Linked DNA regions of Mus musculus: region 1 is linked to region 2. Evidence: chromatin contacts called from public HiChIP or PLAC-seq data. All regions are on one chromosome and are shown on one strand. Each heading gives the region's core, a stretch centred on a gene start, on an enhancer-like site or on the middle of the called end of the contact. The rest is flanking DNA. Distances are from core to core; before and after follow the strand shown. Region 1 overlaps Ryr1 (ryanodine receptor 1, skeletal muscle). Region 2 holds the start of Ryr1 (ryanodine receptor 1, skeletal muscle).

Evidence for each region. HiChIP or PLAC-seq counts read pairs in DNA pulled down with a chosen protein or histone mark.
Region 1: a contact with region 2 is called in an HNF4G HiChIP or PLAC-seq map of pancreatic cancer cells. The contact joins the enhancer-like site here to the promoter of Ryr1 in region 2. A contact is called at or near these places in 3 of 115 datasets of contacts at active chromatin or transcription factors (bone marrow-derived macrophages, embryonic stem cells and pancreatic cancer cells) and 3 of 9 other capture datasets (adipose tissue, liver and pancreatic islet).

What each region holds. Positions count from the first base shown.
Region 1 is chr7:29,005,477-29,011,033 of GRCm38.p6, forward strand. It overlaps Ryr1 (ryanodine receptor 1, skeletal muscle), which reads right to left. Exons shown (of 106, transcript NM_009109.2): 98 at 4,185-4,315; 99 at 4,031-4,091; 100 at 3,579-3,725; 101 at 2,908-3,042; 102 at 19-175. Among named protein-coding and RNA genes, the nearest start is that of Gm38979, 21 kb to the right of the region's middle. Within about 2 kb of position 2,300, at least 92 of the 459 cell types and tissues checked have an H3K27ac peak or open chromatin away from gene starts, as enhancers often do. A contact at or near this core is called in adipose tissue, bone marrow-derived macrophages and pancreatic cancer cells, where this site is marked.
Region 2 is chr7:29,122,377-29,127,159 of GRCm38.p6, forward strand. It overlaps Ryr1 (ryanodine receptor 1, skeletal muscle), which reads right to left and starts at 2,775. Exons shown (of 106, transcript NM_009109.2): 1 at 2,589-2,775. The coding sequence starts at 2,639.

The DNA.
Region 1 (5,557 bases), core at 1,050-3,549, 120 kb before region 2:
CCCCCAGCCAGCACTGACCCTGAATGATAGCCAGCAGAATGACGATAACGAAGAAGAAAAAGGTGATGTCGAAGACGACCCGGTAAAGTTCATATTCATCGCCGGCCGGGTCCTCGATCTCGTCCCCGATCCCTCCACCGGCCCGGACGCCCACATACATGTGGAACAGGTAGCACTGGGGAGAAGGGGCAGGCCGCCCAGTTAACAGCCACAGCACCTACCGGAAGCCTGGACTAGGTGGGCCTGGAGACAGAGCAGTGGCAGAGAACCCTGGGCCTTGCCTCTCACAGCTGGGTAGTGTCATGGCTGTCACAGGAAGGCATGGGCTCGCGATTGTTCAGATCATCATCTGACAGGATCTAGACTCAACTAGAAGACACACTTCTGGACACGTCCATGAGGAAGTTTCTAGATCGGGTTATTGAGACAGGAAGACCTAGCCTGAATGTGGCCCCAGTGTGGGTTTGGAGTCCCAGAATGAATTAAAAAAAAAAAAAAAGCAAGTTTCTAAAATAATGACTATGAGACTTAATTATTCATGAATAAATGCCTAGGCCATACACTTGGGCTTCTTCCCTGACTAGCTCATAACTTACTTAACACATTTATTCTATTCTGAGTACCACATGGCTAGCTACCTCTCCTTGGCTTCAGGTGTCTGTCTCCTCAGAGTTCCAGGAGAATCTCTTCCTGTGCCTGATGCTATCCCACAGTTCCTCTCTCCCTGCTGGAACTCCCACCTCCTACTTCCTGCCTCAGCTTGTAGGTCATTGGCTTTTGATTGACAGATGTTTCCACACAGTACACAAGAGATTCTCCCTACAAAGGCATTCTTCTCGAACGGCTTTCTGACTGGGGATTACAGTGACCAGCCACCTTGTGCTCTTGCCGCCACGGTGGACTGTATTCTCAAAGTAGGGTCAGAACAATCCCTCTTCCCAAGTTGCCTTTGCTGGTCACATTGGGTAGAAATGTGACTAATGCAAGGGTCGGAGCTGGAGGTGAACCCCAGTTGTATCCAGATGGGGTGCTCATCTGGTATGCATGAGGCCCTGGACATGATCCCCAGCATCACCTAAAACAGGATGGTGTCACATGGCTGGCATCTCAGGGAGAGGCTGGAGGATCACAAGTTCAAGGGCAACCTTGACTATGTTGAGAATTGGAAGGACCAGAAAGTTAGTGTGAGGTGACGGGGAGAGAGGGATCAGGGAGGAACACTGTCATTACTAGGAGCTGAAGAAAGTGCAAGAACTCTTACAAGCTCCAGGATGCATGCCTAGCCTCAGAGCTGAGACCAGAATGGCTTCATGCGGGAGGGGGAAGAGTCTCCAAGCTGGAACCCGAAGGAGGTGTTACCAGAATGGGTGATGGGTGATGGGAGAGAATGTTCCAGGTACTCAAAACCACATGGTACACCACCAATGGGGAAGAGAGGATTCGCTGGGAGAGGCCTGGGTGTGTATCAAGGCCCTGGGCTCCAACCTAATCACACATGGACCAAAGTTTATTTTATTTTATTTTGAGAGGTAGGAGACTAGATAGTTGGATCAGCTCCTCTACCAAAGGACCCAGGTTCAATTCCCAGACACACCATGTGGCCATGTGGTTGTAACTGTCTGTAACTCAGACATACATGTAAGCAAAAACCATATATGGAGAGAGAGAGAGAGAGAGAGAGAGAGAGAGAGAGAGAGAGAGAGAGAGAAACTGCTTTTTGCTTTCATGAGGAACTGAAATAAGTTTGGTGGGGCTGAAGAAAGAAGCTACTATGAACAAAGACAAGGAGGGAGATGAAGAAGTGACCGATTATGTTGATGCCCGGGCCCAAGTATTGGTAGGCAGCATTTAATTTGGAAAGTAAGATGTCAGGCGAAGGGGTGTGGCTGTTAGGCTTGGTACAGGGCAGAGAAAGGTCAATGCAGAAGAGCAGAAGTGGAAGGAAACATGTGGTCCTAGAGGAACTGAAAAAGGACCAGGAAGCCAAAAATTAGAAGCAATAAGGACTGTGGTTAGACTCAGGTAGGGCCAGATCTCTGATTTTTCGTTTTGTTGTGTCTTTTTTTGTTGGCAGGGGGTGAGGGGTTAGTTCTGAGCCAGGGTTTCTCTGTGTAGCCCTGGCTGTCCTGGAACTCAGAGATCCATCTGCCTTCCTCTGCCTTCCCAAGTGCTGAGATTAAAGATGTGGACCACCACCATCCCACATCTTCCTTTTGGGCCTTCCTGCGGTAGCTCTGGGAAGTCCCAGGTGGCCAGGCCAGAGGGAGTAGGCGAGTTGTTTGCTCTGAGTCATCCCACTCAGGGAGTACAGAAAGTTGCCTTTCCAACAGCAATGCCCACAGCTGCTGTGGATGATCCTGCGAGCCTCAGCTCCATGGCCCAGCTACAGCCATGCCACCAACGATCTGAAGGCACTTTTGTCTTGTTTTGAGATAAGGTCTTGCTGTGTAGCCCTGGCTGGTGAGGAACTCACAGAGATCCACGTGCCTCTGACACCCCAGTTCTGGGTTAAATGCATGAGCCACCACACCCACACCCAGCTTCTTTTTTTTTTTTCCTCTTCATTTTCTTAAGTAGTAATTGATGGGGGAAGGGCTCAGTCCATTGTGGATGGGGCCACTTCTGGGCTGGAGGTCCTGGGTTCTATGAGAGAGCAGGCTGAGAAAGCCACGAGGAGCAAGCCAGTAAGCAGCACCCTTCCATGGCCTCTGCATCAGCTCCTTCCTCCATGTTCCAGCCCTGCTTGAGTTGCGACCCTTACTGCTTTGGGGGATAAACTGTTGGATGGAACTGTGAAACAAACCTGTTCCTGCTTAAGCTGCTCTTGGCCAGTTGTTTCACCACAGCAACAGTAACTCTAATGAAGCTATTTAGTAACTTGCGAACGGGCATGGGGGAAGGGCTCACCGTCATCATGTCATCACACTTCATGTCAGGCTCGTCCTCATCTTCGCTCTTGTTGTAGAATTTGCGGAAGAAGTTGAAGGCCACCACTGTATACAAGTAGACCACTACGGCCAGGAGCCCTACGGTCATCACCAGCTGGGGACAGGTGAGCACTCGTCAGCTCTAGGTCCTTCTAGATAGGGCCCTCAATTCTCTGACCCTTTGGATTCTGGAGCCTCTTCCACGCTCCATTCTGCCCTCTCCCAGAATGCCCTAGGCCTGTTGTGGTGGTGCATGCCTTTAATCCCAACAGTCGGGAGGAAGAGGCAAGCAGATCTCTGAGTTCAAGGCCAGCCTGGTCTAAACAGTGAGTTCCAGAACACTCAGGGCTACATAGACTGGAGCGTCTGAAATAACCTCCCCACAACGCACAAGAACAAACCAAAGAATGTTCTAATCTTGGCTCAGACCTTTTCAGATTACCACGCCTCTCCCCTCTCGGGAAGCCCCTCCCCTCCCACCACTCTAAGACACCTCTTTACCCCCGCCCCTCAAAGATGACTCCGCCCTCACTTCCTTGTTCCCACAAACACAGCTATCATGCCCACTTCCCCAGTATCTCTTGATCACCACCCCTCTCCCTCTGCCACTCCCACACCTCCACGCAGGCCCCTGCCAGGTCCTCTCCACACCTGCTTTCCATTGTGAGTGACAGATGAAAGGATGGTGCGGAGCGTCTTGACTCCCATGGCGATGTCCAGGAGGTGGGCAGCAAAGAAGAAGTTATTGTAGTGCCCCAGGAGGGACATCACCATGTACCAGCCCAGATACAGGAAAGACTGAATATAAACGGGTCAGAGTCAGGAAACATGCGAAGATGCCTCAGAGCAAGGGCAGACGCAGTCTCTGCCTAGGGGAGTATCTATCTGCTCCAGAGCAGAAGAGGACCAGGGAGCAGATCAGCTACAGGAGACCCACAACAATGGGAAGGACGTTCCGAGGACAGGGGACACAGGCTTAGGAATCTTTCTGGGGTCAGGGAGTCCTGGGCACATTCCCACCCTAGGGGCTTTGCACGAGCTATTCCCTCATTCAGACTCCTTCCTTTCCTGGGGCAACCTTCTCCATCCATAGCCCCCCTTACGTTGTCTGTGAAGATGACTCCAAACTTCCAGATCTGGTATTTGACATCGATAGACATGATCCTGAGGGAACAGGAAGGGAGACAGCCAGATGCCTGGGCGTCAAGGCACTAGCCATGTCCCCTGGCCCATCTCCGGCATAGGTGTCCCCCTCACCATGTCAGCAGGCCCGGTGGAGGGTCAGGTTTGCGCTCATTGTGGGCTGTGATCTCCAGAGAGGCCAGATCCATGCCCAGCAGCTCCGCAATCCGCTCCCGCCCAAAGATGTCCCCGTGTTTGTCCAGAACCTGTAGGAGAGAGTGCCAGGCTGGAGTTGGGGAAGGGGACATTGCCTGTAGAGGGTTTCTAGGGTCACTCAACTTTACATGAGACATAGGGGGAGCATTTTTTTGGGAGGAAGGGCCTGATTTCTGCAGACAAGGAGGGAGGTCCAACATCTGGCAGATGCAATAGCCAAATTAATAGGGAAACCACTGTTTGGAGAGGCAGACAGAGGCTGTGTAACCGGGACCCCGTCCTCTAGAGCAGTTTGATGCACTCTGTTCACTTACACAGCCACACTGCCTCTTGGTCCCTCCGAGGGCCACTCCAGACCCCTCTAACAGAACAGCAACCTTTCCTGGCCAGCACACACACTTTCCCGCACTTCCACACTGATACCGATACAGTTTTTATTTTATTTTATTTTATTTTTTGAGCCTGGAATTCACTCTATAGACCAAGCTGGCCTCAAATTCATTGAGATCTGTTGGCATCTACCTTCCAAGTGCTGGGATAAAAGGCATAAAGCCGCACCCCCTGGCCATTTAGTTATTTTAACGGTTTATGTCTGTGTTGCTATGTGTGTGCAGTGCCCACAGAGGCTGTAAAAGGTCATCCCATACACTGGAGCTGCAGTTACAGGGTGGTTGTGAGCCACCATGTGGATGCTGAGAACTAAATCCAGGTCCGCTGACAGAGCAGTCAGTGCTCTTAATGGCTGAGCAATTACTGCAGCCTTTATTGCATTTCAAAGATCTGTTGCCAAGTTCTCATGTGGGTTTACCTCTTTCAAGATTTATTATTGAGTTAGTATTATGTGTATGTGCCTGTGTGATTGTGAGTGGGTGCCCACCAAATCCAGGAGAAGAGTATCAGAGCCCCTGGTTCTGGGTTCTGGAAGAGCAGAAAGATCTCTCTCTCTCTCTCTCTCTCTCTCTCTCTCTCTCTCTCTCTCTCTCTCTCTCTCTCGAGATTTATTTATTTATTTTATGTAAGTACACTGTAGCTGTCTTTAGACACCCCAGAAGGGAGCATCAGATCTCATTACGGATGGTTGTGAGCCACCAGGTGGTTGCTGGGATTTGAACTCAGGACCTTCGGAAGAGCAGTCAGTGCTTTTAACCACTGAGCCATCTCTCCAACACCAAAAGATCTCTTAATTACTAAGCCATGTAGTGACAATTTTGGAGCTTTGATTTCTTTTAAAAGCACAGAAACATTATGGAAATATTTTTGTTTTTTAATCCCAGGTATGGGACATGGGGCTG
Region 2 (4,783 bases), core at 1,525-4,024:
GGGAAAAAAATCAGTGTGTGCACACACACCTTTAAGCCCCGCACTCAGGAGGCAGAGGTGGGGGATTTCTAAGTTCCAGGCCAGCCTGGTCTACAGAAAACACAGAGAAACCCTGTCTCAAAAAACCAATCCCCCCAAAAGAAAAGCATTGGGGAAGCAGAGGCAGGTGGATCGCCGCAGTGAGGTTGAGGAGAGCGGGACCTGCATGGGGAGTTCTAGGCTAGCCAAGAGCTTTTTTTTTTTTTTTAAGTGAGTGTGAATGTTCGCTGGGGTTGTCTGTAGTATCAAAATAGTTAAGATGTGACTAGCTCAGTGTGCACAAGTGAAGATACAGGCGAATGTGTGGTGTAGTCACACAACAGGATATCACTAAGCTCCTCCACAAACCAAATTCAGGCTAGACACAGGCTACATGTCAAAAACTACCCTGAGCGGAAAGACAGACAAATGAGCGCACTTCATATATGAAATGCCACTGGTAACTGATAGAGTGTATGTGGTAGACAGCTCGGACGGAGTGATTGCTACAAATGGTGGGAGGGGCCTCCCGGGGTGAAGGAAGGGTTTCGATGCTGGTTACTTGGTCAGCACAGTGTGTCAAAACCCACACACACCAGACATGGTGGTGAATGCCTGCAAGCCCAGGACTTGAGAGGTGGAGACAAAAGGATCAGGAGTTCAAGGTCACCCTTGGCTATGTGTCAAGTGTGAAGCCAGCTTTCCGTACACACAGAGCCTCTCTAACACCGCCCCGTTTGAATCTCTATAATTTATAGCTCGTCAGTTATACCATAGTCAAGTTGATGGTTTGGTTTGGTTTGGTTTGGTTTGGTTTGGTTTGGTTTGGTTTGGTTTGGTTTGGTTTGACACTAAGTTTTCCTAGGTAACTTAGGCTGCTCTTGAACTTACAACATTGCCCAGGCTGGCCCAGCACTGGAATCATGGATCTATACCACCACAACCTGCTTTAAAGTTGGAATTTTTGTTTGTTTGTTTGTTTGTTTGTTTAATAATACCAATAAATACATAAGCCACGCCCTGGGTTGCTATACAGATTCTTTCTTATAGGGGGGGGATATGATGTAAACGAGGGGTTTTTTTGGTTGTTTGGTTGTTTGGTTGGTTGGTTTTTGGAAGAAAGTACCACACAACCCCAGTAACATTGAGGCAAGCAGACCCATCCTGGGGCCTTTGACCCCCTGACACTGGCTACCCTAGCAAGCCTGGTCCAGATTTCCTCTTTTGAAAGCAAACCTTGGCCTCCCAGGGCACTCAGGGAGGCCACTTCCTGGCCTTGACCTTGGGCAAGTCTACCACATGGGGCTTGGTTTCCCTCAAATCTCCCTGGGAGATAAAGATAGGGCCCTACCTCAGAAGATAGGGCAATGAGAATATAATTAGACACCTCAGGAGGCTGAGGCCCTGGGCACGGGGCCTGGTGCAGTGACTGCTCAGCAGCTGGGAGCCACAGCCATTGGCTTACTAGGGCAATGGAAAGCCATGGTGTAGGCTAAGGGGCTGGGGCTGGGGAGAGGCCCTCCTCCAGTGGCTTCACAGTCCAGCTGTCCCCATCCTTCATTACCAGCCCCAGCTGTTTGTTCCTCCCTCCCAAGAAACCGGACCCAGCCTACCAGGGTCCTATTCTGGGTCAGGAATGCTGCGTCAGCATTTCTGTGTGGACCCAGGACCTCGGGGGTGGGGGGTTGGGGGGGAGAGAGTGCAGGGTCAGCAGACCTGGCCCCAACAGAGACCATCTCCCATATCCAACCCCCATCTCAGCCCATGGGAGGATATGGTGGGAAGGACTAAGAAAAAGGCAGCCCCTCCCCCTCTTGTCCCCTCCCTGTCCCCTACCCAGAGCCCAGAAAAGAGGGCTATTCTGGGAGAGACACCTGTTGTCCCAAGTCCCATCCCTGCCCCCAGCTGGAGATCTGAGATTCAGAGAGACAGGATCAGAGGGACAGCCACACGCAGAAGGCTGAAGCCAAGGGCCAAGAGACAGAGACTCAGACATAAGATATACCAAGGAGCTGAGAAAGACTTCATCACCCAGGTACCCTCAGAGGCCATTAGCTGACATAGTTAAATCCTCCTCGCCAAAACCGAGGGGAAAAGTACATTGAAGCTCCAAGAGACCCCCAAGGAGACGGCCAAAGACTAGGAGTTGAAAAGAAAGGTGTTGTCCAGCCCACCCCAGCCCCCTTCCCAAGAATTTAAATAGGTCAGAGCCTGGAGCAAGAAGGGAATGAGGGCTGGGGTGGCGGTGGAGGACAGCTAAATTAAGCCCAAGAATTAGAACCACCTTCCTCAAGTGCCTGCTTCCAGAACGGCAGGAGGCGGGGTGCTTCCTCAATGACCCCAAATCTCTTATGTCAGGAGAGGGCGTCTGAGGATCCCACCCTCTCCTGCCCACTCGGTCCTCCTAAATCCTGCTAATTCTCCGTGGTCGAAAAGGTGATGAGAAAAAACGGAAAGACAAAGTGACCTCGGATTTCAGAGACCACCAGCAAGCAGGGAAGAGACAGAGAGACTCTCAGAAAAGTAAGCAAGAAATCACCCAAGACCTCCGGACCCAGACAAAAACGTACCGTCCGCAAAAACTGGACCTCGTCCTCGCCTTCACCTCCTCCATCACCCATGATGGCAATCCCCGGGTGTCCCGGGCTAGGGTCTGAGGATGGCGAGAGGGGGCTGCAGGCTTGGCGGGGAACCTGAGGGCGGGCTGGGGTCGGAGACCTCTAGGGAAGCCAGAGGCACCCGCGAGGGAGATGGAACTGCAGGAAGCATGCCCTGTGCGGGACACAATGAGAGAAGGTCCCCGCCCCACCGCACACCCATTGGGCAAGCATGGGACAAGCTACGCCCCTGTTCAGAACCCCGCCCACAGCACAAACTCTTGGTGGAAGGTGTTCGTTCTCTCCAGTGAACTGGGTGTCTAGAAAGTAGCTGAGTGGCCATGGTCACAGTGAGATATCATGTATATATTTGTTTGGCTGGCTCTCCCTTTACCCCTTCCTCTCTCCCTCCCCTTCCCCTCCCCCTCCGAGTGTCATGTACTTCAGAATGGCCTTAAACTCCACATGTAGTCAAGAGTGATCTTGAACCTCTGGCCCCATCTGATTTATGTAATGCCGTGGTTCAAACCCTAGATCACTTGCATGCCAGGCAAGCATTCTACCATTGGGCTACACCCTCAGCCTAGTTCCATCCCTTTCTTAATGGCTAAACTGAGCTTCACCCTTGCTGCAGAATCACACAGTTGTAGCTTGGATGCACACCACATCCCCTAACATTAAAAAAAAAATCACTTAGTACCAGACAGAGTGGTATGGCTTATCATCCAAGCTCTGAAGAGATTGAGGCAAGAGGATTGTAAATCTGGAGTTGGGACCGCATAATAAGAGCCTATCTCAGTGTCAACCAGCCAGACCCCCTGGAACTCCGGGGGACTGGACCACCAACAAAAGAATACACATGGAGGGACCCATGGCTCCGGCCGCATATGTGGCAGAGGATGGCCTTGTTGCACATCAGTGGGAGGAGTGGCACTTGGGCCTAAGGGTGTTCAATGGATGCCCCAGTATAGGAGAATGCTATGGTGGGAAGACAGGAGTGGGAGGGTGGATGGGGGAGCACCCCCATAGAAGCAAGAGGAGGGGGGATGGGATAGAGGGTTTCCGAAGGGGAGATCTGGAACAGGGAAAATTTTTGAAATGTAAATAAAGAAAAGGAAGAAAAAAAAAAAAAAGACCCTGTATCAAAACAGAGACAAAAACAGGGCTGCAGGCATGCCCTAGTCGATATAATGTTTATCTAGCTGTCACAAAGCCCCGGGTTCCATCCATAAACTGGGAGTGGCCATGTGAGTCTGTAATTCCAGCAAGCAGAAAGGATCAGAAACTCAAAGTCAACCTCAGCTCCCTAGCTGGAGGCCAGCCTGTGCTACCTGATACCCTGTCTCAAAACTGGGGGGCAGGGGCATGGGTGTGGGAGGGGGGAGAGAAAACACCAGCCTGACCTTGAACTCGCAAACATCCCAGGCCTCTGCCTCCCAGCACTGAGGTTAAACAAATGCGTCACCCCACCCCACCCTACCCCACCCCACCCCACCCCACCCCACCCCACCCCACCCCCGAGCCCCCAGCTAAAACCTGCCTTTTGAAGTAGTCCTGACTGATGTCTCTTACCCACCTGTTGCAGTTCAGGTGTGAGCTAAGATCTTTTTATTACCACTAGTTTCTCACAACCATGCTATTATTGGCATGCTTAACAGCCAGCAGAAAATAAAAGCACGTGGCCCCTGCGGAGATCTCCTAAATGCCCTGTAGTCCCCAGGGTAACCTTTAGGGGGCACAATTTCCCCACTCTCACAGTGCCAAGTCTGCAGATGTGAAGAGCTGCCTTTGGGAGATGGAGTCAGGCACCTTACACAATGTCACAGAGGCTGAGCTGGGGATCTAGACCTAAAGATAGGGTTCCACACCTCCATATCTGCATATGATTTTCTAATTTAGCCATGTGGAGGCACACTTTAGGAGGTAAAGGTAGAAGGAACAGAAATTGAAGGCCAGCCTTGGCTACATAGTACATTCCAGGCCAACCACCTGCATTACATGAATTTCTGTCTCAAAAAACAAACAAACAAACAAACAAACAAATAAAGAGCCAGGAGGTGCATGCGGATAGTGGGAGGCAGAAGCAGACAGAGTTTGGTGAGTTTGAGGCCAGTTTGGTCTACAGAGTGAGTTCCAGGCTAGACAGAGCTATGTATCATCAACTGTCT